Regions from separate parts of the Mus musculus genome. Here all the other regions are linked to region 6. A link is a contact called in public Hi-C, HiChIP or PLAC-seq and promoter capture Hi-C data. All regions are on one chromosome and are shown on one strand. The core of a region is the stretch at or near the end of the contact, and the rest is flanking DNA. Distances in the headings are between cores, read along the strand shown. Region 1 holds the start of Mmp24 (matrix metallopeptidase 24). Region 2 holds the start of Trpc4ap (transient receptor potential cation channel, subfamily C, member 4 associated protein). Region 3 holds the start of Cbfa2t2 (CBFA2/RUNX1 translocation partner 2). Region 4 overlaps Myh7b (myosin, heavy chain 7B, cardiac muscle, beta). Region 5 holds the start of Procr (protein C receptor, endothelial). Region 6 holds the start of Ahcy (S-adenosylhomocysteine hydrolase). Region 7 holds the start of BC029722 (cDNA sequence BC029722).

The links. Promoter capture Hi-C pulls out the DNA fragments that hold promoters and counts their contacts. A called contact is a pair of places that touch in the nucleus more often than the background predicts. HiChIP or PLAC-seq counts read pairs in DNA pulled down with a chosen protein or histone mark. Capture Hi-C pulls out chosen DNA fragments and counts their contacts.
Region 1: a contact with region 6 is called in a promoter capture Hi-C map of liver, with 2.1 times the contacts expected there. The contact joins the promoter of Mmp24 here to the promoter of Ahcy in region 6. A contact is called at or near these places in 1 of 15 datasets of contacts at CTCF or cohesin (large pre-B cells), 6 of 484 Hi-C or Micro-C datasets (the Ba/F3 cell line, the G1E-ER4 cell line, cerebellum and 2 more), 1 of 115 datasets of contacts at active chromatin or transcription factors (embryonic stem cells) and 2 of 9 other capture datasets (embryonic stem cells and liver).
Region 2: a contact with region 6 is called in an H3K4me3 HiChIP or PLAC-seq map of bone marrow-derived macrophages, with 2.3 times the contacts expected there. The contact joins the promoter of Trpc4ap here to the promoter of Ahcy in region 6. A contact is called at or near these places in 1 of 39 promoter capture datasets (the C10 cell line) and 5 of 115 datasets of contacts at active chromatin or transcription factors (bone marrow-derived macrophages, cardiomyocytes, fetal liver and 2 more).
Region 3: a contact with region 6 is called in a promoter capture Hi-C map of erythroid cells, with 10 times the contacts expected there. The contact joins the promoter of Cbfa2t2 here to the promoter of Ahcy in region 6. A contact is called at or near these places in 1 of 39 promoter capture datasets (erythroid cells) and 1 of 115 datasets of contacts at active chromatin or transcription factors (bone marrow-derived macrophages).
Region 4: a Hi-C map of nephron progenitors shows a contact between it and region 6, with 4 times the contacts expected there. The contact joins the enhancer-like site here to the promoter of Ahcy in region 6. A contact is called at or near these places in 9 of 484 Hi-C or Micro-C datasets (the G1E-ER4 cell line, the N1E-115 cell line, Th1 cells and 4 more), 3 of 115 datasets of contacts at active chromatin or transcription factors (large pre-B cells, pro-B cells and stem cell-derived neural progenitor cells) and 1 of 9 other capture datasets (adipose tissue).
Region 5: a contact with region 6 is called in an H3K27ac HiChIP or PLAC-seq map of embryonic stem cells, with 6 times the contacts expected there. The contact joins the promoter of Procr here to the promoter of Ahcy in region 6. A contact is called at or near these places in 1 of 15 datasets of contacts at CTCF or cohesin (large pre-B cells), 6 of 484 Hi-C or Micro-C datasets (the Ba/F3 cell line, the G1E-ER4 cell line, cerebellum and 2 more), 3 of 115 datasets of contacts at active chromatin or transcription factors (embryonic stem cells and pancreatic cancer cells) and 1 of 9 other capture datasets (embryonic stem cells).
Region 7: an H3K27ac HiChIP or PLAC-seq map of double positive thymocytes shows a contact between it and region 6, with 10 times the contacts expected there. The contact joins the promoter of BC029722 here to the promoter of Ahcy in region 6. A contact is called at or near these places in 3 of 115 datasets of contacts at active chromatin or transcription factors (bone marrow-derived macrophages, double positive thymocytes and memory CD8 T cells) and 2 of 9 other capture datasets (adipose tissue and embryonic stem cells).

What each region holds. Positions count from the first base shown.
Region 1 is chr2:155,773,230-155,777,264 of GRCm38.p6, reverse strand. Mmp24 (matrix metallopeptidase 24) reads right to left here and starts at 1,923. Exons shown (of 9, transcript NM_010808.4): 1 at 1,628-1,923. The coding sequence starts at 1,792.
Region 2 is chr2:155,690,639-155,694,834 of GRCm38.p6, reverse strand. It overlaps Trpc4ap (transient receptor potential cation channel, subfamily C, member 4 associated protein), which reads left to right and starts at 2,451. Exons shown (of 19, transcript NM_001163452.1): 1 at 2,451-2,696. The coding sequence starts at 2,529.
Region 3 is chr2:154,434,352-154,438,104 of GRCm38.p6, reverse strand. Cbfa2t2 (CBFA2/RUNX1 translocation partner 2) reads right to left here and starts at 1,621. Exons shown (of 11, transcript NM_172860.2): 1 at 1,469-1,621. The coding sequence starts at 1,502.
Region 4 is chr2:155,627,089-155,630,715 of GRCm38.p6, reverse strand. Myh7b (myosin, heavy chain 7B, cardiac muscle, beta) reads right to left here. Exons shown (of 42, transcript NM_001085378.2): 25 at 2,902-3,144; 26 at 2,047-2,223; 27 at 1,817-1,962; 28 at 1,507-1,597; 29 at 1,036-1,425; 30 at 332-458; 31 at 123-241; 32 at 1-35. Among named protein-coding and RNA genes, the nearest start is that of Mir499, 6.0 kb to the right of the region's middle. Within about 2 kb of position 1,370, at least 91 of the 459 cell types and tissues checked have an H3K27ac peak or open chromatin away from gene starts, as enhancers often do. A contact at or near this core is called in the G1E-ER4 cell line, Th1 cells, nephron progenitors and 1 more, where this site is marked.
Region 5 is chr2:155,749,402-155,753,605 of GRCm38.p6, reverse strand. It overlaps Procr (protein C receptor, endothelial), which reads right to left and starts at 2,389. Exons shown (of 4, transcript NM_011171.2): 1 at 2,142-2,389; 2 at 4-261. The coding sequence starts at 2,208.
Region 6 is chr2:155,072,576-155,076,356 of GRCm38.p6, reverse strand. Ahcy (S-adenosylhomocysteine hydrolase) reads left to right here and starts at 1,860. Exons shown (of 10, transcript NM_016661.3): 1 at 1,860-1,992. The coding sequence starts at 1,965. It overlaps Gm39966 (a long non-coding RNA gene), which reads left to right and starts at 2,183. Exons shown (of 2, transcript XR_866885.2): 1 at 2,183-2,407; 2 at 2,651-3,781. It overlaps Gm45609 (a long non-coding RNA gene), which reads right to left and starts at 1,845. Exons shown (of 3, transcript XR_001783519.2): 1 at 1-1,845.
Region 7 is chr2:155,817,967-155,821,982 of GRCm38.p6, reverse strand. BC029722 (cDNA sequence BC029722) reads left to right here and starts at 2,751. Exons shown (of 2, transcript NM_001384169.1): 1 at 2,751-2,817; 2 at 2,900-4,016. The coding sequence starts at 2,903. The coding sequence ends at 3,058. It overlaps Mmp24 (matrix metallopeptidase 24), which reads right to left. Exons shown (of 9, transcript NM_010808.4): 9 at 3,617-4,016. Eif6 (eukaryotic translation initiation factor 6) reads left to right here. Exons shown (of 6, transcript NM_010579.2): 6 at 1,872-2,146. The coding sequence ends at 1,881.

The DNA.
Region 1 (4,035 bases), core at 674-3,173, 700 kb before region 6:
GGGAATGGAGAAGGGTGGGAGAGGTGGGATAATGGAAGCCTGTAAGGTTGGTATGGACAAGTGCTGTGTAAACATAACCTTCCCTTCAAATCCTGACACATCTAAGCAAACTGTATTCTCCTAATGTGCAAAATACCACAGACATAAAAAGGTCTCCAAATTGAGCTCATTCAGCTCCATCTTCAGAGATGGTGAGAGATCAAAGTCACAAAGCCGCCAGGGGTAAGATCAGGTGAGAGCCCACACATACTAAACCCCAGGGCAGACCCTTCTGCTTCACCCTGCACACACTCAGGAAGTCTGGAAGAATCCTGCTTTTGCTACGGTGAAAAGCCATGAACCACGTCACTTTGATAGAGCTAAAAGCACAAACTAGAGAAAGTTTTCATTGAAAGTCAGCTAATGATTATAAACCCTGAAGAGGCAGACTATTAGCTCGGCAAAGGATTCTTTCACACATCCTAAATTTTCTTTAAACATGTCATCTTTGGAGAGGCTGAGGAAATCGGGAGCTTCCCTTCTAGAAAAACACACATTTTTCACATATAAACACAAATTAGCAGAAAATTTCAGAGAATTTATGATCCCTTGAGTCCCTTGCCCAGTTAAAAACTGCTGTTCTGGCAGATTCTTCTAAACAGCCTGTCTACTTAACAAACACACTTCTCTCGGGATAATTCAGGCAATCACCAATTTCCTCCAGCAACGTTAACACTGGTTCAACATTATTTTTTTTTTTTTTTTTTAGAATTGCAGGCTTCTAGGCTGGGAGACAGCAACAAAATTAGTACAACTGTCCCGGACCTTATACGACATAATGTCCTGGCTTAAACATGAAACAGACTAGAGTCAAACCACTAGCTCTGTGACCTTGAGCGAATTGCTTAAGCTCTCAGGGTCTCTATCCTCATCTGTAAAATGGGGACAGGTGCTACAACAAGCTCACAGGATACATGCTGGGGTTAAATAAGCTAATTCCTATCAAACATAGCGCCAAGTCTGGCCCATAGTGCACGGTTGTTATTATGCATGTATCCATGCAGGCATTATGCATGCATCCATCCAATCCCCTCTTGGAGCTCCTACTTGCACATGCCAGTGATGAGCAGCTCACCGCCTCCTGGGCTGGCTGAGCACCTCCAATTGTTAAAAACTTCCTGCCTTGGGCCGAAATGTGCCTTCTTGTAATCCCCCACCCCCCACGGTCCGTTGGCCTCAGCTCTGCCCGGTGGGGCCACGCTGATCTCGCCTATCCCGACGGCCCTTCAGCTACCAAGACCGCGATCCGGTCCTTCCTCGCCCTCTTCCCTCCCCCTTCTCCAGCTCCAACATCCTCGGCTTCTCCTCCAGCCCACAACACACTGGCTGCGCTTACTATTTACTCCGAGGCGTACGGTTTCCCTCACACACAGCCTTGCAGGCCACACGCCCCACCGTCACCGCGGCCACCTCGACCCTCCGCTCCGCCCCCGCCCGCTGCCTCTGTCCGCGGTGCTGAACGGAGCCCGGCCCGCGGGCCCCGCCCGGCCCTCGCGCTGACCCGGCGCCAGGCACCCCGAACCAGGCCCGGTCGGTGCCGCCCCCTGCCCAGCCCCGGCCCCGGCCTCGACCCCGCGCGCCTGCCCACCTGCCCAGCGAAGGGCGCGTCCGCCCCGGCCGGCTTCCCGGCCCCCGCCGCCGCCGCGAGGCAGCAGAGCGCGGGCAGCAGCGGCAGCAGCCGCCCCGGGGCCCGCCAGCCGCTCCAGCGCGAGGCCTGGCCCGGCGCAGCGCGGCCGCCCCGGCTCCTCGGCATCCCGGCGGCGGGGGCCCGGCCGCCCGGCTGCGATGGCGGCGGCGGCGGCGGCGGCTCCGGCCGGGTCCTCCCGCTGCAGCCGCTGCGGAGCCGCCGAGTCACGGCGCCGCGGACGCGCGCCTGGCCCGCCTGCCGCCGCCGCCTCGGCCGCCGCGCGCCCCCGCCTCCGCGCGCCCCGCCCCGGCGAGGGGCGGCCGGGGGCGCGGGGGCAGCGCCCGAACGGGACCTGCGGGAGGCGGCAGCGGCGGGGCTGCGGGAGGCGCTCGCTCCAGGCCCCGGGTGCAAAGAGGGCAACCCTGAGGGAGGGTGAAGAGGCCAGATAAATAATTCTGGCCCTAGGGCGGCTGGCCGGGCCCCGGGTCTGTAACCCCAGGCTAGCCCTGGGGGAGAAGGGCTGAGGCTTAACACTGGAGAAAAGGGGTCTGGGGAGACCGCCGGGTTTGGAAGAAAACGAGCTCAAAAATGCTTGACATCGGAGAAAGGGTTTCGGGGGCTTAAGAGGGGTGGTGCTGAGAACCAAGAAGAGCAAACCTGGGCAGTGCTTCACTGGGGTCGGGAGACCCCTCTGGGAAGTTCGCTCCTTTACCCCTCAGAGGGAGAGGGATCACCCACCCCCTGAATGTCCCACATTTGTGGAACACCTTCTATGGAACACCAGCAGTGCCCTGGGCTTCTGGGGCTACTAAAGTGAAAAGGGAGGCTCCTGGGCCAAGGTGTAGAAGGTTACACCTAGTGAGAAACCGTAAGCACTGAGACAAACAGGATACCAAGTATCAGAAAGGATTCCAGGGGTCCCGGCTTAGGGAGGCCGGAGGTAGGTATGTAGGAGACAGTGGGGCTCTACCAATGCTCTGGAGGAAAGGCTGGAATTAAACAAGGGGGAGGGTCGGGGCAGTGTGTGTGTGTGTGTGTGGTGTCTGTGGGTCCCTATGGGGTGACTACAGAGATCTACAGAGATAATGTGTACGTTGTGGTTGTTTGGTAGTTTGGAGGTGTGGAACAGGGACATACACAGACCTGTGTGCAAGCACTGGCTCATCTCCGTTTTATAAAATGTTGCCCTCACTACTCCTGTGTACCGTCGTGCCTCAGAATTTAATAAGTGTTCCGTGTTAGTCCTCTCCCAAGGCAGAGCATGATGAGAGCCTCCATAAAAGGACACACAGATCCCAACACCAGCTACTAGTTATTGAATGCCTACTACATCCCAGGCATCGGGCTAAGCCCGTCACTGAATTATTCCTCCCGAAGTCCTGTGAGAAGCTCCGTGAAAACAGGTTGTTATCGTAAACCACTTTAGGATAAAGAGGAGGCTCTGGATAAGTTTGCCAAACATACATGATTCATAAGGGTGCAGCTGGAGTGCTCTGGCCTCAAAGCACATCTTGTCTGCTAGGATGGTAAAGGATGAGGTGACAAAGGACATGAAAGGAGGTGATGGGCAGTGCAGAAGGTGGACTATGGCATTTTCACAGATCTGGAGTCCTCCTGGCGAGGACTAGCCTGGGGGAGGTGGCAAGGAGCTAGGAGTTAGACCTCTGGAAACTGGGAGCTACTGCACGGTCTTAGAGATGGGTGGGCACAGGGATGAGTAGAGAAGAAAAGATAAAGTGTGGCAGGCGCCCAAAGAGCAGAGTAGGAAAAGAGCAAAGGGCCAAGGGCCCCATCTGGACACAGCCAAAGGAAGAGCCTAGCGAAGCAGACAAAAGACTGAATGAAGCAGGGCTGGTTGGGCTGGAGGGATGGCTCTGTGGATAAAGAGTTTTCCATACAAGCTTGAGTCCTGAGTTCAGATCCATCCTAAAAGTCAGTGGTGTGTCTGTGATCTGAGCACTGGTGGTGTGGGGAGACAGAGAAAGATCCCAGGGTCCCATAGGTCACTCAGTCTAGCTAAAATGGTGAGCGCTACAAGGGACCCTGTCTCAAAAGAGTATATGAATAAAATGGAGACTGGGGGTGACAGGTTGATGTTGTCCTCTGACAGCCAAGGTACCCACATGAGCAAGTGCAGCTTCCCCCCCAACCCCCACATACACACTACACACTGGCAGATAGCACTGACCAATTTTCAATCTGGGGAGGAGATGGAGATAAAACAAGTTTATGTAAGTTATGGCCAAGATGAAACCAGAGCATTGCAGAAACGCTGAAGAAAGATAATGAATTGTCTGTTTGGGGAAGGTTGTGTGTGTGTGTGTGGGGGGGGGGGTTGCATTCCGAGAGACAAGGAATGGAGCCGACTG
Region 2 (4,196 bases), core at 1,202-3,701, 620 kb before region 6:
TTTTGTTTTGGTTTGGTTTTTGCTTTTTGTCCGTTGGAAAAAAAATCTCCTTTATCACAGGATAAACTTCCTGTTTCTGATTCTTCTCCAACAATCACAAACACACAGGGTTTTATTTGGTTCATTCAGATTTCATGATGGGACAATTGCACTGAAAAATGCAGGTTTTTCTGTTTTCTTTGTTTTGTGTTTTGTTTTTTGTTTTTTGTTTTTGTTTTTGAGACAGGATTACAGATTACTCTGTGTAGCCCTGGCTGTCCTGGAACTCACTCTGTAGACCAGGTTGGCCTCGAACTCAGAGATCAGCCTGCCTCTGCCTCCCAAGTGCTGGGATTAAAGGGTGCGCCACCACTGACCGGCTTTTTTTTTTTTTTAATGCAGTTTTATGGCTTTTATTTTATAAAGTTTTTTCCTTTTTTAAAAAATTATTTCTTTTACTTTTGAGAGTATTATGTAATTATGTCATTTTTCTTCCCTTTCCTCCCTCTAAACCCTCCCTCTTCTTGCTCTCTTTCAATAAAAAAATTTAACTTTAAAAATTACATTTAGGGGCTGGTGAGATGGCTCAGTGGGTAAGAGTACCCGACTGCTCTTCCGAAAGTCAGGAGTTCAAATCCCAGCAACCACATGGTGGCTCACAACCATCCGTAACAAGATCTGACTCCCTCTTCTGGAGTGTCTGAAGACAGCTACAGTGTACTTACATATAATCAATAAATAAATCTTTTAAAAAAAATTACATTTAGGGCTGGCGAGATGGCTCAGCAGGTAAGAGCACTGACTGCTCTTCCAGAGGTCCTGAGTTCAAATCCCAGCAAACACATGGTGGCTCACAACCATCCGTAATAAGATCTGACACCCTCTTCTGGTGTGTCTGAAGACAGCTACAGTGTACTTATGTATAATAATAAATAAATCTTTTTTAAAAAATTACATTTAAGCCGAATAGTGGTAGCACGTTCCTTTAATCCCAGAACTTGGGAGGCAGAGGCAGGCAGATTTCTGAGTTCGAGGCCAGCCTGGTCTACAGAGTGAGTTCTAGGACAGCCAGGGCTACACAGAGAAACCCTGTCTTGAAAAACAAAAACAAAAAAACCCCAAAACAACAAAAAAAATTACATTTAAAGTGTGTGTGTGTGAGAGAGAGAGAGAGGGAGAGGGAGAGGGAGAGGGAGAGGGAGAGGGAGAGGGAGAGGGAGAGGGAGAGGGAGAGGGAGAGGGAGAGGGAGAGGGAGAGAGAGATTGATTAGAGGGCAGTTTGGAGGAATTATTTTCTCCTTTCACCAACATGGGTTCATTGGACCCAACAACTTAGGTCGTCAGTTTTGGCAGCCAGTGCTTCTACCCACTGACTCATCTCTCCTTATCCTATTTTCTTTGTCTTAAACCAGGTCACCAGGCAGTGATCTGCTGGAGCGAGTGGGAGCCACACCTTGCAAGTAGCATGCAGATGTCAGTCACAGTCTAGTTTGCCTTGGCAGCGATCTCAAATGCCTGCTGTTGTTCCACTGCAAGTTACTTATTACATCATTTCACTTTTTAAGGACTTTTGGTTTGGGCAACAAATTATAGCCACCTTAGTTACAAGTAGCAAACTTCATGGCATCCTAATTTGGCACACTCAACTTATTTTTGTTACAAGATAGCCTCCTAGAAGAGAAAGTGGGGAGAGTCAGCACCACCCTGCTTCCGAGGTTTGTCGGAGCCAGTGAATTCAGTTCTACTTGCGGGGAAAATGAGGGCAATATTCTATTTGATAGGGGATACAGTTTGCCAAATAAATAACTACATTTGTTTGTGTGGATTAGCTGTGGTCCCCTGAAACCCTCGTCCCCTAACAGGGCCCTCTGCTGTTCTGCTTATCACCTCGCCCTCCACCTCACCTATATATTCAGTATGAGGAGTACAGCTGGTGCCTTTAGGAACTATTTTTTGACATCTATCTGTAAATGAAATATTTTTCGCCATTTTCTTCGAATAAGCAATAGCATTGATGGTCCTTTACGTCTCATTTACATAAAGCACATATTTGTTAATTGTAATAAAAATATTAGTTGACTAGTCTGGCTCCCAGGACCTAAATATTGAATGGACTGAGGGCTAGGGGTAATGTGTAGTGACTTGGCTAAAGTCAATTGTAAAAGGAAGGGGACACGTGTCAAGTGTCAACTCTGGCCTAGGGCCTAGAATTTTTCCCTGGACACTGGGCTTGCATCATTTCCAGCTAGCGAAAATTTTGAGAGCTTGTGCACATAGTGACTGGTTTTCCACTTGGAGCAACCTCGAAGAAATGCTGGAGGTATCCCACTCAGCAAACTGGAGGGCCAGGAAGAGCCACATCTCAGCTACCTGCTCCCCCTCGGTAAAGACTACAGTTCCCATAAGGCGTCGGGGCACGCACAGTCCCTGCCACGCGGCTTGCACCTCCGCGTCAGTCCACTAGGGGCGATGTAGAGAGTCCTCCGCCGCCCCGTAGAAATCGACACGGCTCCGGGACCGCTTGCTTCCTGTTTGTCGGACGAGGAGACATGGCGGCAGCGCCCGCAGCGGCTGGAGCTGGGGCCAGCCGGGGGAGGCGGTTGGCAGCTACCGCGGCGGCGTGGGGCGGCTGGGGAGGTCGACCGCGGCCGGGTAACATCCTGCTGCAGCTGCGGCAGGGCCAGCTCACCGGCCGAGGCCTGGTCCGGGCGGTGCAGGTACGAGGCCGGCCCGGAGGGGCGGGGCGGGGCGGGCCAGGCTGGAGCTGGCCAGGGGCCGGGGAAGAGGCCTTTCCAGGCCGCTGCGGACCGTCCAGATCCCCCTTGGCTGGCCGCGGCGCTGTCCTGTGTGCGGTCCGGACGCTGTCAGCCGCGTTGGGACGGAGGGCAGTGGCCAGCTTGGAGGCCTGCGGGTCTGGGCCGAGTGGAGTCGAGCTGCCTGGGGTATTGATGGCGCGTCTAAGCCCTGGGCCGAGTTTCTAGATCCTCATTTCCCTGCGCCACGTCTGCGTGTCTGGAGGACCTTGGCGAGTTGGCTTCATCTTCTACTGGTCTCGTGTTTGCCCCTTGTGAGCAGGACGGGGTCCTCTTCACTGCAGCGCCCCCCCGCCCCCAAACGGTTCCCAAGCTTATGATAAATGTCATCTTCCCAGAGGCCTCAACGTTCCTCCTCCTTTTCTAAAGTAGGCCCCCCGGTTGTTATTCTATCAGATCACCCAATTCGTTTTCTGATGCTCTATTTTCTTTGCCTGTAATTGCATATTTCTTTGTTGTCTGCCCTTTCACGCCTGTATCTCACATTAGGCTGAGCTCCAACGGGTGCAGAAGACTCTTTTACTAGCGTAGGGATACATGCTTTGGGGGAAGAACTTTAGTTCAAAGCCCTATTCTCTTTCTCCCTCGGGCAAGTTACCTTTCAGGGCCGTTGTTTACTCATTTAATTCACCCTTTAAGGCTATTGTCAAATTCAGAGGAGATAGATGTGTCAAGTGTTAGTGTATTTCAGGTGCATATAAGGGCTGAAGGGTAATCAGTTATTGTTCTGTTTAGTGTCTAGCTTATTAAGTGTAATGATTGATGTCCTATACATGTGGTGGTGTAGGGTGTGTGTCTGTGTGTTGCGGGGGAGGGGGGTGTATAGGGCACAACCTTAGAATAAATAGATGAGGATAGGTGACTCCTCTCACTTTTTCTTCTTTCTCCCAGGTGATCCCAGAACTTACTTTGAAAACATTAGCTTAATTTCAAGATAGCTTTGTATATAGTTTTGAGGACTACATAAGGAACCAAACAGTGTTGATGGGAGAGGGACGGGCAGGAATTAGGTGAGTGGATGAGAGAATGGGTGTGAGATTTTTCTATACACCGCTACATATTTAAAGTTAATTTTGATCCATTTGAATATTACTGAAAGAACTGAACAGATCAAGGTGAAATGGTCGCAGGTGAAGGGGCGGCTGAATTTCCCTATAGAAACTGTAGATGAGCAGTCTTTTCTTCATTGCATTCCTCTGCATTTGCCTTAAGAAGAGGTGAGAAATACTTGCTCTGTCCTTGAAGCCAGAATACCTCACTGAGCGAGTGTGTCAGGACAGGCAGAGAGAGGAATGGCTAACCTTTAATGATCACATAGTTTTGGATCAGTCAATGTGCATGCAGGCTGTTGACTTTTTTTGAAAGTGAGTTTACTTTTGAGACAGGCTCTCCCTGTGTAGATTT
Region 3 (3,753 bases), core at 372-2,871, 640 kb after region 6:
GGGTTACTTGTCTCCCTTCAGAAGACCATTGAGAGCAGCAACAGCACACTTAACTACAGAAGGCATTGGTGGGAAAATCTAGTTTGTATCTTTTTCCATTCAATTTGGAATGAGAGCCCAAGAAAAAGGCTGTATGAATCCTCCGCTATAACTGCTGAACTGAAGAGCAAAGAGGGGAGGGGCTAAAAGCTCTCAAGAGGCCTCATTTTATCCTTGCACAACGGACATCCTGCAACACCTGATGTTAGCTTTTATTCATTTTTTTGTTTTATTTTTAGGGTTTTGTTGTTGTTTTTGTTATTTTGTTTTGTTTGGGGCAGGGTGCCACAATGTAACCCTGGCTGGCCTGTATAGATCAGGCTGACCTCAAACTCAGCCTCCAACGTGCCTCAAATACCTGTTTTTAGACTGTCACCTGGCATAGACAAAGAAATATCCACAAAGCACGAGTCCCTCTCTTAAACTCAAATTCAGAATCTAGTCTGTCAAGTTTGTTGCCATAGTCTCTGGACTTAGAGTGATAATTTGTATTTAGATGATTTAATAAATATTAAATGAATCGAATGCAAATTGCCTGGTGCTCAAGTAATGTTGGCTATTACTGCTATTTTAATGACAATTAAATTTTTATTGTTCTTATTAAACGATGCCATCCCTCCTCCAAGGATCTTACAATTCTAGGAAGAACGTCTGTAAATGGGATAGCGAAATGGAGGTAAGAATAAAAACACAACTGAGTCACATAGTAGGACTAGTCAAAGACAATATTAAACAAACTAACAAAACACAACCAGACGCCAACTTCGGACTTTTCCGAGGAACACACATAACAAACTGTGATTACGATAGTGAGTTTTCACACTTGAGTATGATGTGCAACTGTGTGTTCAGGGGATTTTACTGGATTCACTAAACCCTACTACAGAGCATTCAGAGTACGTTCCTCACAACCCATTTTTCAGATCGAGCAACTGAGACTTTTGGAGCGCCAAGGTCACAGCCTACTCGCGAGGGAGCCAGGACATGAACCCAAAGCAGTCCGACCCCAGAGCCTACATTCAACAGGGCCCTCCGGAATATCAGCCCGGCATCCTCCAACATCTACCACTCGTCGCTCCAATTCCGGCGTGTTTCCCGGGACCGGACTTTCAGCCCCGATGCCGCGAAAACAAAACAATACTTCTCTCGCGGACAGTCCATAGGGCGCCCGCCAGGCCTGAGCTCCAAGGCCGCTCCACACAGTCCTGCTCAGCACCCGGAGCCGCGAGCCCCACAGGAAGCGCCGGGATAGCCCCGAGGGCCCCGGAAGGCCGGGGAGCCGCATGACCTTGGATCCAGTGCCCCAATCCCGGCCTCAGTTTCCCTGCCCAGGCCTCCCGCCGGGGGGCCTCTGCAAAGCCTCCCGCCTATGGAGCAGCAGGCCCCTCAACACACACCCCTCAGCCGTCCGCCTTCCCGCCCCACTTACGTTGGAAGGCGGCCGCTCCAGGGACGCCCACCATCGCGGAGCGCAGTCTGTCGCGAGCGCCGCTCGCTTCGACCCTCTGCCTGAGCCCTCCGCAGGCGCAGGCCGGGACCTGCACCCGCCGAACTCGCCCGCACCAGCGCCGCCGCCGCCGCTGCCGCCGCCGCCGTTAGGCCGCGCGCCGCCCCGCCCCCAGACAGCCCCGGCACGCCCCCGCCGCGCGCTCCCGCGCGCAGACCAACGCACGCGGAAGACGGGCCCGAGGGCGCTCACGCGAAGCACCGCCTCCTGACCTGGCCCGCCCCTTCCGCGCCAGGCTGCGTCCTATCCTGGAGCGGCCTGCACTTCGACCCGCCTCCCGCGCGCTATGCGTGGCCGCAGGGAGCCGCCCTTCTCCGAGCTCCAGACTTCCGGATGTGGCCTGGGCGGCAACCTAGGAACGGGGGCGGAGTCCCGGGGCGGGGCTTCGGGGAGGGACGTTTCAGGTGCAGGCCTTGTAACGCTTTGACGGTTGTATTGGGTGTTAAAATTGTTCTTTCCTCCTTTTACTTATTTGTTTTTACATTGACTTATTGCATATGTGTGCGTGTATATGTTTGAGGGAGTCCAACGCATGTATGTGAATGTCAGAGAACAAGTCGGGAGCAGGCTCTCCTTTCACCCTGTGGATCCAGCAGGTCAAATTTCGGGCATCAAGTTTGTTTGACAGCAAGCATCTTTGCCAAATTAGCTATCTCGCAGATTTCTACATCTTTTGCGGCTATAGGAATCTAAATGTTTAAAACAACTAGCTGTCATTACTGATTTCTGTATCAGATCAAGGGGCTTTGTGGGGTTTGTCTGTGTTTGTGAGGAGGGGCACGTGTATGTGCAGGGGTTTTTTTGTTGTTGGTGGTGGTTTTTTGACACAGTCTCACTTGTAGCTCTAGCTGTCCTGGAACTCACAGATAATCTATCTACCTAACTCTACCTCCCAAGTGCTTGGGACTAAAGGCCTGAACTACCAGGCCTGGTTAAGTGCAGGTTTATTTTGGTTTGTTGAAACAATGTCATAATGTACATTTGGCTATTCTGAACTCACTGACCTACACCAGGTTAGCCTTGAACCTTAAGCTATACTTCTAAGTCTATCTCCCAAAGCTGTGTCTATAACACCAGCAGGCCTCACAAAAAGTTGTTTCTGAAAAGGGCCTATTTTGTATGTCTAGCTGGGCTGGAACACACAGTGTAGCCACAAAAGCCTGGAACTCTCACACATCCTCCTCCCGTGGCCTCCCAAGTGCTGGGATTGTAAGCAAGAGTCACTAGCCTGTCTTCAACAGCTGCTTTTATACACTCTGCAATTAACCATCTCAGTACCAAATACAGTTTCTCCCCTTTTCTACACATTCGCTAGAGTCTCTCCCACTGGGTTGTCCACCTATTTCTGTTAGCAAACTCAAAACATAAATCCTCCGAGCAACCCAAGAAAGTACTCTGATCCTAGCATGAGTTCTCTGCCATTCTGTCTCTCAAAGATTCAAAATCAGGAACTATAACTAAAATGAAGCCAGCCTGGCATAGTGGCACAGACCTGTAATCCCACCCTAGGGAAACTAGCAAAATAACTGCCAACCCAAAGCCAGCCAGGGCCACATAGTGAGACTGTCTCAATACAACAAGGTCAGGCATGGTGGGTCACACCTGTACTTCCAGCATTGTTGGTAAACGCAGGACATCAGTTCAAGGTTGCCCTATATGATGATTTAGAGGCCAAACTGGGTGAGCCGCGGTGGCATTGCCAGGTGAAATGGCACACACCTGTAATCCCGTAAAGTGGCACTTGGGAAGAGATCAAAAATTCAGCTACACGCAGGGCGGTGGTGGCACACACCTTTAATTCCACTTGGGAGGCAGAGGCAGGTGGATTTCTGAGTTCGAGGCCAGCCTGGTCTACAAAGTGAGTTCCAGGACAGCCAGGGGTACACAGAGAAACCCTGTCTCAGAAAAAAAAAAAAAAAGAAAAAAGAAGAAAACAAAAACAAAAACAAAAAACAGCACACATCTTTAATCCCAGCACACAGGAGGCAGAGGCAGGTAGCTTTCAGTGACTTTAAGACTAACCTGGTCTACAGAGCATATTCCAAGACATCCAGGGCTACACAGAGAAACCCTGTGCCTGTGGGGGACTGGAGAGATGGCTCAGTGGTTAAGAGCACTAACTGCTCTACCAGAGGTCCAGTTTAATTTCCAGCAACCACATGGTGACTCACAACCATCTATAATAGGCTCTGATGCCCTCTTCTGGG
Region 4 (3,627 bases), core at 121-2,620, 550 kb before region 6:
AGGGCCTGCACTGCATGAGCCAGCGCACCCTTGGCCTGCAGGGACAGCAGTGGCCTCGCCATCAATCCAAGCTAATGGCCCCAGCGCCCACCTCCGCCCCACGGTTGCCAATTCCTGCCCACCTTGCTTTCTTCCTCCAGCTGCCGCCGAAGTTCCTCCAGACTCTGCGCTGCTGAGGTCTTCCCGCGGCTCAGCTGGCTGATCATGGACTCCTTCTCCTCCAGCAGGCGGCCCAGCTCCCCTGCAGGCGAAGGGGCCAGCAGGCCCACAGTCGGTCGAGGCGCAGCACCTAACCCCTACCTGGCATAGCTCAGCGAAACCCGGGCCTCACCATTCTCCGTTTGTAACCGCCCCCGCTGGGTGCTGGCGTCGGCCAGCTGTCGCTGCAGCTCCTCCACTTTGATTTTGGCCTCGCTCAGCTGGTCCTCATAGGTCCGACACAGCTTTTCCGCACTGGCCTGGAACCCAGAGTCAGAGATCGAGACAAGTTTGTGCATCCAAGGGGGATCCAGGGGCTGCCAGGCAAGAGACTGGGACTGGGACCTAGAACACTAGGTATGAGACCAGACTCGAGTTCCAGGTTCAGGGTCTGGGTTCCTACTGTGGGCACAAATTGGGAGTCTCGGGACCCATCCCAGGGTCAGTGAGTCAGTATTAGGAACTAGATCTGGGAACAGGTGTCAGGATTTTGGGGTGGGGGTGGGGGCGTCCAAAATTGGGACAAGAAGAGTGTTAGGGCAGGTGCTAAGTCTGAATTCAGGAGTCAAGAGCTGGGGTCACACTCCTGTTGGAAGGGCTGAGGTTTGGGTGGGAACCAGAGCAACCCAAGCCAAGGAATGAAAGTGAGCACTCGGGGTTAGAGGTCAGGACTGCTGCGGAGCTGGGGGTTAGACATCAGGTTAAACATCCAGGGGTCAGGAGGTCATTGCGGCGGAGTATTGTCATGAAGTGACCAGAGCATTGGGGAAGGGGGGTCGGGGGGGGATAGGGTCAGTGTAGAGTCAAAACTGATTTCGAGGCGGGAAGGAGGCAGACCTTGCCACGGGCCAGAGTTTCCACGCTGGCGCCCAGATCGTCCACCTCCATGCGCAGCTCGCTCTTCTCCTTTTCCAGTTTCTGCCGGATGCGCTGCAGGCTGTCCACCTGCTCGCTCAGCTCTGCAGCGCTATCGGCCTGCTTGCGGCGCAGGGCAGCCACAGTGGCCTCGTGCCTCAGAACTGCCTCCTCCAGCTCCCGCCGCAGCCGGCCCAACTCAGCCTCACGCTTGCGGCAACCCTCACGCTGCCCCGCGGAAGCTCCGCCAGCCTCCTCCAGCCTCTCGCTCAGCTCCTCCAGCTCCCGCGCTGCCTCGGCTCGCTGCTTTTCCACGCGGGCGCGGGCTGCTCGCTCCGCCTCCAGCTCCTCCTCCAGCTCCTCGGCCCTAGCCTAAGGAGATGGTACCGACTCCATGAGCCCCTGAACCAGGCCTGGTCCACCCAGGGCATCCCCCACGGCCACAATGCCCACCTGCAGCTCCTTGATCTTCTTCTGCAGCTGCACCCCCACGAGCTGCTCATCCTCCACCCGCAGGTTCAGCTGACTCAGCTCCGAATCCTTCCTGGGAGTGCATGGCGGGGTGAGCCAGCCCTGGCCCTACCTGCTATCCACCTGTCTGCCCCTGTGAGGTCCTAAGGAGCCTCGATCCTGCGCCTCTGCTGTACATAGCTCTGATCCAGAGAGGGCAGGACGTGACCTCCGCCCTGGTATCCTCCCCACAGCAACGGGGCTGAGAAGGAGGGCCCATCAGGCCCAGAGACCCTGCCTACCCCACACCTACTTCTTCAACTTCTCCTCCAACTGCTGCTTGTCTTGTGTTGTGTCTGTCACCGTCTCCTGCGTCAGCTTCAAGTCTCCTTCAAGTTTGCGCTTGGCGCGTTCTGTGTCCATGCGCAGCTTCTTCTCTTGCTCCAGGGAGCACTCCAGCTGTGGGGTAGAGTAGGGCTCAGCTTCCAGCAAGCCAGTGTAACTGTCGCCGCCCTGAGGGTCCCCCAAGGGACTCCAACTCACATCCTCCACTTGCTGTTCCAACCGGATCTTGGCCTTGGCCAGTGCGCTCACACGGTCCTCCTCAGCCTGCAGGTCACCCAGAGCCTGCTGGTGAGCCTCCTGCAATGCCTTCTTCTCCTTAGTCAGGCGGACCACGGCTTCATCCAGTGCCGCCATCTCTTCTGTCAGGTTCTTCACCTGTGTCAAGGCCCGATTTCACTGTGAGGACAGTGCTCCCCCTAGGCTGGTCTGAGCAGCCACCCCTTCCAGCTACAGGATGCAGGCAGGCCGCTATACTGAGCCTCCACCATTCCTGCCTACAGGTTTGACCTCCTCCTTGAGCTGGGTAAAGGTTCATACCCAAGCATACATAGCTCAGAGTAAAAGACTAGTGGGTGGCAGCCATTTACAATAGCAACAGGTATTCTGAGAGCTGTGTCCTAGCCGCGGCCTTATATTTGGCACCCATAAGAACCTAAACAGCCTCGTTTCCTCTTCTGTGTAAAAGTCAATACTCACAACGCTGGCAACCACGGCTCTCGGTGATAGGATTCTCAGTTCGGGCAAGCTGCCCTCCCCCCAACAAGCTTTTCAATCCAGGACCGATGATCATTGCAAGCCTTTACTAAGCACCTTCTGTGTGCAAGGTCCTGTAGTATGTGCTTAGCAAAGGCTACTTACATCCAAATCCTTAGTCACCCTAATAATGTAAGTGCTGGTACCCCCACTTGACGGACCAGAAAACGGAGGTTCTTAAGAGGCTCTGTGGCCTGACTCGGGCTACATGGCAGGTACCCATGCAGAGCGGGGTTTTAGGGAGGAACCCTGCAGTTGCCTAACACCAAAACTGGCCCCCAGCTCAGGCCCTTCCCACACCTTGTTCTCTGTGGCTTGTTTCTCTTTCTCGGCCTTGGCCAGCGTCAGCTCCAGGTCATCGATGTCTTTCTTGAGCTCCGTGCACTCGTCCTCCAGCTTGCGCCTGCGGGCGGCCAGGTCCGCGTTCACTTCCTCCTCGTCCTCCAGCCGCTCGCTCAGCTCCTTCACCTTCGCCTCCAGCTGCACCTTGGACTTGATCAGCAAGTGGCAGCGCTCCTCTGCATCTGCGAGGTTGTCCTGCTCCTGAAAGGATGCGGTGGGGAGACAGTTAAAGAGCGGTCGGCAGGAGGCCAGGGCCAGCCCTGGGGAAGAAAGGCCATTTGACCATGCAAAGGCAACTCCAGTGAGGCACATGCTGGCAATTCAACTCGATAGACGAGGAGCTGGCGCACCTACACTCTGCTGGGCTCTGGGGACTGTTGCAGGGGACACAGAGACAGAAATGGCACTGTGAAAAATTAACATTAGCCACAACATATGTGACCTAGGAGACCTAGGCAGAGCTCTAGGAGAAAAGCCCCACTGCACTTGCTTGCTAAGGAGCTGCAACCATCTGAGAGGTGGTATGGTTGGGTGCAAGGCCAGCGCTGCCCACCAGGGGGCAGCACCAAAGGCCATTTCAGGAGGAGGCAGAGTTTCCTCACTGCCTGCTGCTTAAGCCCTCATGCTGGATGCGGAGTTTTCTAACCATCATCTCCAGCCTCAGCCTGGGGCTGGCATCCAAGT
Region 5 (4,204 bases), core at 1,140-3,639, 680 kb before region 6:
CACAGAACACGTTCTCCTTGCGCTCGCGATATACCAGCTTCACCAGGCTTTCGAACTGGGTCAGATAGATCTGCAGGCCACTCTCTGTGCGCTCCCAGCTCTCCGGATCCTGCCAGGGCTGTAGCTGGAGGATGGTGACGTTTTGGCTGGGGCCTTCCAGCGTGTGTGTCAGGAGTTTTCCCAGAGAGGCGTTGCCCTGATGCCTCACATGATGGTTGTCTTGGAAATAGGAGATCTGGAGCATATGCAGGCTTTGGGAGCCTGAGGGCAGAGTCAGCGCGTCAGGACCGCCAGCAAGGGACAGGGTAGCTGACAGCCAGAGATAATAACCCCTTACCCAGAGGCCTGCCGCCCACTTCGCAATCCCATAAAGCATTCGCCCACCCGCCCCTCCATTTGATGCTCACAACAACCCCTCCAGGAGAGGATGGGGTTATTATCTTTGCTTTACAGATGAGGAAACTGAGGTCTGCAATCGGAAAAGGCATTCCTCGATGCTTTTCCCTCCTTCACAGGGCCAGCCTGCCAAACCCTGGCCTCTGATGAGATCCCAATTCCAGTCCCTGTATCCTCTCCTGGACCACTGTCATCCCGCGGGGGGGGGGGGGGCACATTTCTCAATTTCGTCCTTTTGCTTTGTTTGTTTTTCAAGATAGGATTTCTTAGTGTAGCCCCAGCTATCCTCGGGCTGGATTTGTAAGCCAGGATGGCCTCCAACTCAGGGATCCACTTGTTGCTGCTGAAATTAAAACTGTGCACCAACACACTGGACTTGGTTTTATCCCTTCTTACTGGCTCTCCATCTGATCCAAAAAACCCTTAAAACCCTGCTGGGGTGTGTCCTACCCCTCCCAAATAATAATAGCTAATACCCATGAAGTACTTGTTACGCCTTAGGCACTGTTTTATACACATTATTAACTTATGCATGCCTTCCTACTAATGCTTTAACATGGTAGCTACTATTATTAACCCCTTGTGTATGGGAATCTGAGGCCAAGATGGTAAAGCAAACCAAGATTTGAATACTGGTAGCTGAAGCTAACCTGCCAATCTGAAGTCATTGCCTCTCCGTAGGACATCTGTCCACAGGACGGATCTCAGAGTCTAGGCTCAATCTGAGATCCACAGTAAGTTATCTGGCCCTAGTTGCCTTTTCTGGCGAATCTCCGTGTTCAGTTTTATCAAATGGCTTGGAGTTCCTCATGCCGACTTTTGGCCACCATATGAAGAGCTTGTCCAGGTTGCTCTCTGCTGCCCTTGTTCTGCCTGGCGAATCTCTATTGAAGCTGGGTTTGATTATCTGTCTTCAGTACCCAGGAAAGGGCTTTGGCAGTGTTGGCATTGTAACACCCCCCCACTCTCTCTCTCTCTCTCTCTCTCTCTCTCTCTCTCTCTCTCTCTCTCTCTCTCTCTCTCACACACACACACACACACACTGTTGCGTTGGAGAAGTTGATTTCTGTGTTTGCAAGTGTGGATATACTGGTGTGAGTAACCTCAGCAATGACCTGCAATGACCTTTAACTGTTCTGTGACCAAGTTTTCATCTTAGTAAGATTAGTGTGATAATATGGCGCACCACAAGTCAATGTGTGCATAAGATACAGTAGTCACTCTAAATATTGCCCCTCTGAGGGAGAAATGGAGGCTATAGGGAGTGGGGGGAGCTGGGCATCGATAGTGTTTGGCAATTAATTCCCCTTTTCTGTTTAAGAGCTTCCAGCAGCCTGATCTTCTGGCCTTGGCTCTTCTGCCCCCATCTCCCACCTCATCAGCTACATCTCCTGTCTTTCTCCTCCTTCCCATCACAACCTCCACACTTATCTCAGCTTTCCTAGGGTCTCCCTATCTGTCCATCTCATATCTCTTCCTGCCTTCCCAAGACTGACACTGCTCTCCTTGCCTTCTCACCTTGTTCTTATTCTCTCCACAGGTCCCTTCCACCAGCTTCCCCAGCCTTCTCCGGAGAGTTAACTGGACTTCCTCACCCTGTCTTTGAAACAGGAACCAAAGCCCAGGACCCAGCAGCTGTAGACATCCATGCTGTGTGGGCTTAGTTGTCCTATAATTAGGTCAAAGTTCCCAAATACACCAAGTCCCTAGAACACCCCCAGGCAGGAGCCTTGACCCAAACTCACCATCGGAGTTACAAAGGGCGCAGCCAGGCAGCAGCAGCAGCAGTAGCGGCAGAAACTTCGTCAACATCCTGGAGTTCTGGGTCCCACCTGGGTCGGGGCAGGCTCGGGTTCCTCAGGCTGCTGATTAGGAAAGAGAAGGGAGGCTGTCCGGGAGGGGCCGGAGCAGAGCGGAGGATGGAAAGAGAACGCGTGCAGGAAGAGGGAGTCAGGCTTTTAAAGTGTTACTTGGATCTGTCTCATTTCCTACTAGGGGGCCTGGCTCGCCTCGGCCCCTCCCAGCTGTGGGCCCTCCTGCCTGGACCTGCCTGTTTCTCCTCCCGCTGCTTGCTTCCGAGGCTTGAGGAGGAGCGGAAAAGGGGGAGAAGGGCTTGGCGAGAAGTCCGGTAGGTCGCCGCTGAGTCAGGGGGGTGGGGCGTCTGCTTTCGATGTTGCCGACTCTGTAGAGATGACGGGGAAACTGAGGTCAAAAGAGATGTAGGGATTTGCCCAAAGTTTGTACGTCCCGATGACGGCAGATCCAGGATTGGAATCTAACTTTCCAGGATAACTGCCTATAGTTTATCAGAAGTTTAAGTACACAGGAATTACACAACTGGAGGAGAGGGGCTCTCAGAAATAGTCACAGAGTCGAGTGAGTAAAAAAGAGTTCATTGTGGCAGAGATTTAGGAACGCTCTAGATAAATCTCAGCATCGGACAGGTCATAGTCATTTAGTGGCAATGACATCACAAATTAGTATGTCTTTTGAAAAAATGAAGTAGGACAGAATAAGAAATTTGATGCATCATCCTTAGTAAGCAATATTTCCTGAAATATGTGTTCACTTATATAAGGACGTTTCTGTCTGTGCATTTTCAACTTTAAAAAAAAAAAAAAAAGCCGGGCGTGGTGGCACACGCCTTTAATCCCAGCACTTGGGAGGCAGAGGCAGGTGGATTTCTGAGTTTGAGGCCAGCCTGGCCTACAGAGTGAGTCCAGGACAGCCAGGGCTACACAGAAAAACCCTGTCTCAAAAAACAAAAACAAAAACAAAAACAAAAAAAAACAAAACAAAACAAACACCCAAAAAAACCAAAAAAACCAAAAAACCATAAAAACCCAAACAGGGTCTTACTATCCATATGAGGTTGGCTTTGAACTCACAGAGCTCCAACTTACCCTGCCTTCTGAGTGCTGGGATTCAAGATATCAGCCACCATGACCAGTATCTTATACTTTTTAAGTTAGTATGTATAGTAAGGGGTTTCATTATGGCATATATATACACATACACACACACACACACACACATATATGTGTGTGTGTGTATGTATATGTATGTAAATATACATATACGTATATACATATATGTGTATATATGTATGTATATATATATTTATACTTTGTTCTTAGATATCCTCCCAGACACACACGCTTACATGTGTGAATGCACACACACACCCCTAGCTTCCACATATGAGTGAGAACATGCAGTATTTGACTTTCCGAATCTAGTTAATTCACTTAACAGGCTGACCTACAGTTTCATTTGTTTTCTTGAAAATGTTACAATTTAACCTCCCCCTTTGCCTAGAGTCTCATAGAGCTTATATGCCACATGCTCTTTATCCATTCCTGAATTGATGACGTGCGGGTATGTTTCTGTGATGGGTTTTGGACAGCCGTGTGTAGCTCGGATATTATTTAGGAAGTAAGTAGCTTGGTTTAAAGTCAGTCTCTCAAGTTAGGAAAGCCCCTATGGTAAAAATACTACTTAGAAATAAAAACAAAACCAAAAATCTTCCCTCGCAAAACCGCTACTTCATTTCATATTGCTTAGAGTCACTTGAAGCTGTAGTACTTGTTCACATGTTTGTTGTCTGAATTTCCCACCAAAATGGCAAGCCCCATGGGAATAGGGAGGCTGGCTATCTTGCTCCATGCTGATTCAGTGGTACACGTCACACAGAAACATCAGCTAGAAGACAGAAGGAGGTTGGCATGCAGTGCACACATCTCTAGGAGTAAGTTATAGACCACTAGATACAGCTTAGAACCATCTATTCATCCACAAACAACCAAGC
Region 6 (3,781 bases), core at 611-3,110:
TTTCCACCTCCCACTGAATTTACTCCTCTGTTTCTTAAAAGAAAGAATTTGATTGTGGGCTTGCTTACAGTTTCATAGGATTAGTCTATTATCATCGTGGTGGGGCATGGTGGGGATATTTCCAGAGTATGATGCACTCACAGTGCTGGGGCAGTAGCTGAGAGTTACATCCTGGTCTATAGGCTGAAACAAACAGACAGATAGACAGACAAAAGATAGAGAGAGGAGGGAGTTTATACTTGTTACTGTGAGTCTAGTCAAAGATGCATAGCTGGGGAAACGGTAGGTCTTCAGGAGGAGCCTACTACTGTTGAGTTAAATGTTGTCTCCTAAATATTTGTTTATAGTCACAGAGTGGCACAGTCCTCAGTTTTGGTCAGAAAAATCTCCTTTTGTAGCAAATGACAGGTAATGCAAATGACCATGGCTGGTCGAGGTGCTGAGTGTGACTGTCTCAGATCATATCACGCCCTTTCAAAGCTCAGGGGAACACCATAGGAGGAGGAGCAGAAAGAACGTAAGAACTGGATGGAGGGGAGGAGGGTTGTGGACCCACACGGCATGGCCGTTGCAATCAGAACTCACAACTGCAGCTATTTGCCCAGGACCTGCACAACACTGGATCCCCAGCAACATTCAGTCATGGATGGGGGAGGTGTCCCGGGACATTGCTAAAATTCCCTCCTAGGAGACAGAAGCAAAATCTACACCTCCTCCCAAATAAACTGAGGTATGATTCTGCGGAAGATCCTTCTGGGGGAACCGGTGAGGTCAGTGAGCTTCCTGACAACGCATACACAGGTCAGGGGGTACTTACCAGATAGGGGTATGAATGATGCTTTTCCCCAAAGACCACAGCTGGAGACCACACCTCAACCAGCAGGGATGAGGGCCTCGCCAGTAGACGGGTAGCTGGAACCTACTTCCCTGACTACATACTCTAGTCCTTCCCTGAGGTCATGTTCAGTTTAGGCAGAATTGCATATAACAGGAGGTAGGGTGCAGCTGGACACCCAGGAGAAGGTCTTGTGACCCTCCTTGTTACTCCATGAGGAGACAGATAAGTCCAACGGAGGCCAACTTTTTACAAAGGGGCCAACTGAACTCCCCAGAGATGGTATATGCACACAACATGGGGCCTGGTTTCCTTCCTGAAAGCTAGCCGCTGAGAGCCGCTGAGAGAGAAGTCATACTCTTCAGGTGTATAGTCATTGGTGAGTTATCTATGCTCCTGCGGATAGCTCCGCAGTCATTTCCATGTGAGCAGCCTGTGAATCACCAAGAAAGACTACCGAATGAGAAGGTGTTGAGGAGGGGGTGGGGGCGAGCAAGGAAAGGCAAACAGAGGGAGGAGAGAGTGACACAATTGCAACCGGTGATTTTTCTTTCTTTGTTTTTGAGATAGGGCCTCACTCTGTAGCCTCGGTTGGCCTGGAACTAATTAGCGATAGAGCAGACTGGCCTCGAATTTGTGACAAATCTCCTGGCTCTGGCTCCAGAGCGGGAGATTTCAGACACTGTCTCCAGAGTGGGGATTCACAGGCACATACCACTAGGCCCAGCTCTTTACTTTGATCTTGCAAGAGTTTTACAATTGAAGCAGTTAAGGCTCAGGTTAGTAAATTGGCTAGAGTCTAAGAATTCTGCCTTGTTTTGACCTCTGATTCACTGGCTGGACGGATGGGAGAAGAACCGCCTCTCTCCACGCTCCCTCCTAGTCGAGTGCCAGGGGTCCAAAGGCCACAGTGCACAAAATTTATGATTTTTGAGGCAGAGATCAGCCTTGCTCCCGCTCCGCTCAACGCCTCGAGCTAGGCTCCGCCCCTAAGTTTCAGCCCCCAGCAGGTTCATGAATATTCAAATAAGAAGATATTTAAAGACGCCGGCGCCAGGCGTAGATCCCTGCCCCGCGCCGCCCGGCCCCCTTCACTGAGTTCATCAGTCCTAGCGGAAGCGCCGCCAGCATGTCTGATAAACTGCCCTACAAAGTCGGTGAGTCCCAAGGGTTCAGTCCTCCGTGGCGACTCGGCTCCCGTCCTGGGTTTGTTGTCAGTACCGACCTGCGTCTTGTTTAGGTGGCGGCTTCGGGGCGCCCCGGGACCCCTAGAATCGCTGGCCTGGCCGCGCAGGTGCCCGGGGATTGGAGTCCACACGCCGCCGAGAGCCAGGAGTGGGAAACGGCCGCGGACTACAAGTCCCGGCGTGCCCCGCGGTAGGCGCCCAGAGCGGCAGCGCGGGCTGTGATCTTTGGTCGGGCAGCGTGCTCCTGTCGGAGAGACTGGCCATTGGGAAGCGGCCCTAGAGGCCCAGACCCTGGCCCTGGCGTTTGGCGGCTTGGGTGGCCCCTAGCAAGGGCCCACCGTCTTCTGGGCCTTGAGCAGGGCCGGAGAGAGCATCAGTGTTCTAGGTGCTAATGAGGAGAGGCCTGGAAACGGCTAGTCTCGGTGCAACGGGAACTTAGGGTCCCATCTGCTCAATCTCTGGGATATCTAGTGGATGTCTAGAAAATTTGGAGTGGTTAGAAATTACTGTTCGTTTTGTCCCGATTATAGAAAGCTGTCTGAGTAAACACACCTTAACTTGAGCGTTTACAGTGGGATGGGCACTGCCTTATAGCATTATTCTAGACTAACCCGTCTTATTATTGTAGCTCTCCATGGAAGGAACGGTTTTATGTTTACAATGAATATCCAGAGGTATAAAGGGCATTTTCCCAGAATCTTGTAACTGGAAAGCAGCTGGTTAGAATTTGGACTCAGGACATCATGACCTCTAAGCTCATCTCTTCCACTGCTGTCTGTATACAAGGCAATACACTTGAAACAACCCTAATGGAATTTCAACACAATCCAATTCAAACTGTGCCTAGTGACACAAGCTTGTAATCCCAGCCCTGCTATCACTACTGAGGCCAAGGAATCGATCAGCTCATTTCAGAGGTCAGCCTGGGCATACAGTGAATTCCAGACCAACCTGGACAAGATGGGGAGACCCTATCAAAACAAAACTACAAACCAAACAAACAGAAAAACAAAGCAATTCAGGCTGGTTAGCTTTTAAAATAATTTCAATACTCTATTAAATTGGAAAGGGTCCTCAAAGGGAGATGAATGCTATCCCATTACACAGGAACCTAGGGAAGTGGCTTTGCAAATTCTTATTAAGATAGTTAATCAGCCAGCAGGGCAGTTTATTGTCTCCACTGGGTAGATGCTAAGACTGAAGCCCAGAGAGGTTTAAGTCAGTGTTGTCTTGGCGGAAGAGCTAGAATGGAGGCTCGACATACTGTGTAGGGAGGGATTGGGAGGGGGGGGGACCACAGATTGTATGGATGAAGATTGGGAGGGGGGGACCACAGATTGTATGGATGAAGATAAGGCTGGGTTCTTGCCTGTGTAAGGGTGGAGGCATGATTTGCCCATCAAGTAGGGTATGCTGTATGCTAGACCTTACTCGTTTGGCATTTCCTATGATCCTTGGGCTCAGGTTCAAGTTGATTCTCCTTATTTTGAAGAAGTGGGTTTAGAAAGGGTTCCACAGTTCCGTCTGGCGTTATGGGCAGTAGTCAGTTACCATGTGGGTGCAGGGGCTTGAACTCAGGCCCTCTAGAAGAGCAGCCAGAGAGCTCTTAACCACCAAGCCATCTTTCCAGCCCCCTCCTTCCTTTTTCCCCTCTATTTCATTCATTATTTCTTTTTCTTTTTCCTTGTCCTGTACCATCTCTTCATGAATTTTTGCTTATTTATTTTTTTTGCAGCTGGTATGGCCGGTAGACATTTTC
Region 7 (4,016 bases), core at 1,502-4,001, 740 kb before region 6:
TATTTATTTATTATATGTAAGTACGCTGTAGCTGTCTTCAGACACTCCAGAAAAGGGAGTCAGATCTTGTTACGGATGGTTGTAAGCCACCATGTGGTTGCTGGGATTTGAACTCCGGACCCTTACCCACTAAGCCATCTCACCAGCCCGACTTTTTATTTTTACCTGGAAGAGCAGCAGCAGAAGATGCTAAGAAGTTGGGCGCCTATTCTCAGCCTGCCCGGGACCTTTCTTAAGGCATGCCATGTCCAACTAACACAGATACCTCTGTGAGGCTAGAAACTCAGAAGTAGAGAAGTGCCCAGGGACAGATGCTCTGCTTTCCGTGGAATGCGGTCCTCATCCTAGTGCATTTGTTTGTGCTGACAAGGTGGACATGGCTGTGTTGAGGATAGTTGGGTGGTGTGGCTTTATATCCTGCCTCTGAGGGTTCACATGGGCATGGGAGATGCTATCTATCCCTCTTAGCTGTTACAGGAGAAACAAGCAGTTCCTTACTTAAGTTCCCGTATGGGCAGCTTGTGAAGCTGGTGAGAAATTTCCTGGGATTATAGAAGTCTCTTGAGTGACATTTAGTCTGTTTTAGGGGATGAGGAGTTGTTTAAATACTGGAAAAGAGTGAGGAAGAACCTCACACAGACAGAGAGATGGGAAAACACTGAGTATGTAAAGGAAACAAGTTTTCTCTGAATGCGAAGGGCTTTAAATTCCCATATCAGGCAGTTTGGACTGTTAGCCTGAGATTTTGAGTTTTGCTGGGTGTTGGGTTGCTTGTTTATGTAGGTTCCCAGTGTAATCAGAGGTTCTGACTATAGGTGGAAATAATAATCCAACTCTGGTTCTTTAAATGATAGAAGTATCATGTGACCCAGACTGGCTCTGCTGAGCTAGAGGTTGTGCCACCACACCTGGCTATGTGCATGTGTTTTTAAAGCTACTAGTTTTGATGACGACATGTTGGTATTCACCCTGACTAACTCTGCTGTCAGAGCTGGTGAACAATTGAGAGCTTATGCACTGCAGGCAAATGCTGTCCTGTAGGGCTACACCCAGCCCAGCCTGAGAAGTTCTACAGCGTTTTATGTGCCAGGCGGTATTAACGTGATCAGAACACTCCCTGTCCTTTTAGACTTGGAAGAGAAGGAAAGACTGTTGTTTCCTTTGGGTTTTTTGACTTGTTTTGAGGTGTTCATGGATTTTACGGGGAAGATATCAGGTTGATATGGGAGACGGTCTAGTGGGTAAAACGCTCGCTGTACAAAGCAGTGAGGACTGACTTGGTTAAGATTCCCACACCACATAAAAGCTGAGCTTGGTGGCACATGTCTGTCATTCCAGCGTTGGGCTCATTGGCTGTCCACCTAGCAGCCATGGTGAGCTCCAGGCTCAGTGAGAGACCCTGACTCAAAAAGGAAAGTGAAGAAGCAGCCGAGGAAAGAGCTGACACGAGCCTGTGCATGCTGCACACAGTGAGCACCTCGGTTTCAGTATCATGAATGATTACTTCCTCCAATACCAGTGATCCACTTAATCCTTAGAGAGAGCACGTCTGTTTTTCAGTCTAGTATTTGTGACTTTTTGTATCAGCAGTAATGAAGAGTTCTGGAAAAGGAAGGCAGTTTTGGCCTTGGCCTGGTCTCTGAGAGGCTTGGTCTGGGCACATCCTGCTCTCACTGACTTTTCCTTGCTCCTGTCTCAAACGTGGGGAGTTTTAGGCTTGATCTTACACAGGATATAGTCAGTCTGGAACCCTGGAACAGGTGGGGTTCCAAGTGTGGCTTTTCAAGGACTGAACTAGAACAGGTCTAGGGTGGGGCCACGTGTACCTTGTAAAACAGCTCCTGATATGTAATCCATTCCTCTCTCTGCAGCCTCACATGAGTCACCGTCCATGCTGCCGTGTGGGCTCCTGCCTCTGGACTTTGGCTCATTTTCCATGCCTGAGCTAGTCTGTACCAGATGCTGGCAGTGGGGCATGGCAGAGCTCGGTAGAGCTGAATTGATTGCCCAACCCTTCACCTGTGCCATCTCTTGACAATTGTTACTGGAAAGCCTGCCCTGTCATGCTGGCTTTCAGTTCTTGTGGCTCTTGGATGAAAGTTCTGCTATCTTGTGCCCCACCCCATTAAAGGACTGCCTCCCACCATCCTCAGTGTGCTGTGTGTGTGTGTGTGTGGCCTCAGTTTGCAACACCTCCTTCTACAGCAGTTCCTGGGTTGTGGGGAAGTTGGGTGGGATGACATGCAGTGTTTTCCCTCAACAGGATGGGAGACCTGCAGGGGGTGGTGGAACACACCAGTAATCCCGGAGGCAGAGGGGATCTCCAGTTCATAGTCAGCCTGGCTACACACTGAGTTCTAGCACAGCTAGGGATACATAATGAGATCCCTCCCACCCCTCAAAGAAGAGATGAACAAGAGGAAGTAGTGCTGGCTTCTGGGTTCCATTTCAAGCCAGCTCCAGCCTCTCGGCCCTCCCTGGCCTCAGAATGAGACACCCAGCTCTTCTCCCTGCCAGGGCCTTTGTGAGGCCATAGGCACTCAGCTGCAGTGCATTCTGGTCCTGCCTGAATTTGAAGATGGGGTAGCCTCCTTGGGAAGCCAGGCCGCCTCCTGTGGCTCTAGCAGGGCCTTCTTCTAAGTGGGGCGGAGCCTTGGGCCCTGGGCGTGGTTGGCTAGTGGCCCTGCCTTTCCCGTGCTCACGGGGCCCGCCCCTGGCGTGCGAAGGCCTTCCTTCTCTGTCTCGGCTGCGTCATAACGCTGCTCCTCCCAGGCCAGACGGCTTCCGTGCAGCTCTGCTTTCACTTTACTGCCTGAGGTGAGGACACGCGCGGGTAGAGGGTGGTGATGGGTGGGGTGACACTTGCTCTGGCATGGTACCAAATGGGCTTCTATTACAGACCATGGGCGCTCTCCTGAGTGGTGGCCAGGATGGCCCGGAGCCCGCGCAGCCCCAGCCTCCAGCGCCGCAGGGTCCGCAGCAGCCTCAGCCGGAACCTGGCCCGTGGGGGCCACTGGACGACGTGCGCTTTCTAATCGCCTGCACGTCCTGGTACTGACCCGGCCACCCCTGGCCTTCATGCCCTCCTGGGCCTGGCCTGGCTTTTATCTCCTCACCCTGTGATTTCCTGTCTTACTCCCTCTGGGCAGAGATTCAAGAAAGATCGCGGAGACTGAAAGTCCCTCAGGGCCACCTCAGAGAATTGCACCTCAGCTTCAGACTTGACAGACCCCCGAACCAGCTCATTCCCACGCCCCCTTTCAGCTCTGTCCTTGGGCTGATTTCCTTAAGAGGAAGAGCCAGGATCAGATGAGGCGTCCTGGCAGGCTCTTGATGCTGTTGAATCCTGGTTTCCCCCTCGCTAGAACTGAGCTGCTGCCTGGCCATAGCCCCATGTGCCCTGTCTCCAGAGAAGTCTTGCCACAATGACCCTCCCGTACTCCTGAGGTTCCTGGGTGACGGGTTGGGGTGGGGTGGGGAGGACAGGACATTGATTGCTGGTTAGAAGATGCACGAGGCAACTGCAGAAGTACACTCCCAGGGTACCCTTTTCTCCCTGAAACTTCTTACGGGCACACATATGCCCTGGTCTTTGTTCCCATACCCCAGGGGAAAAAACACTGTATTTCTGTTTTATTTAGAAATGATTTAAAAAACATTGTACAAAGGCTGATCAGTTTAAAATGTGACCGACACTGAGATGCTGTGATGTCACCCAGGCCGAGGGGAAGCTGAGCTCTGGGGGCTCTAGTACTTTGCCCCTCTGACTGCTCTGACCTGGGCTGATGGACAAACAGATGACCGCAGGCAGAAGAATCCAAGATTGGAAGCCTCTAGGCTGAGCCCTCTCTGGGCCCGGCCCTGTGTCCCTCACATCTGCAGCCTGGGCTGCCTGCCTCCATCCCCTGCTCTTTCGCAACTGGCCTTGGAATGCCAGGAGCCAACAGGGAGCCTGCGGGGCCTAGAGCTTTCAAGAAGTGAGCACCAACCTGAGGAGAGGGACCAGGGGACTGGGG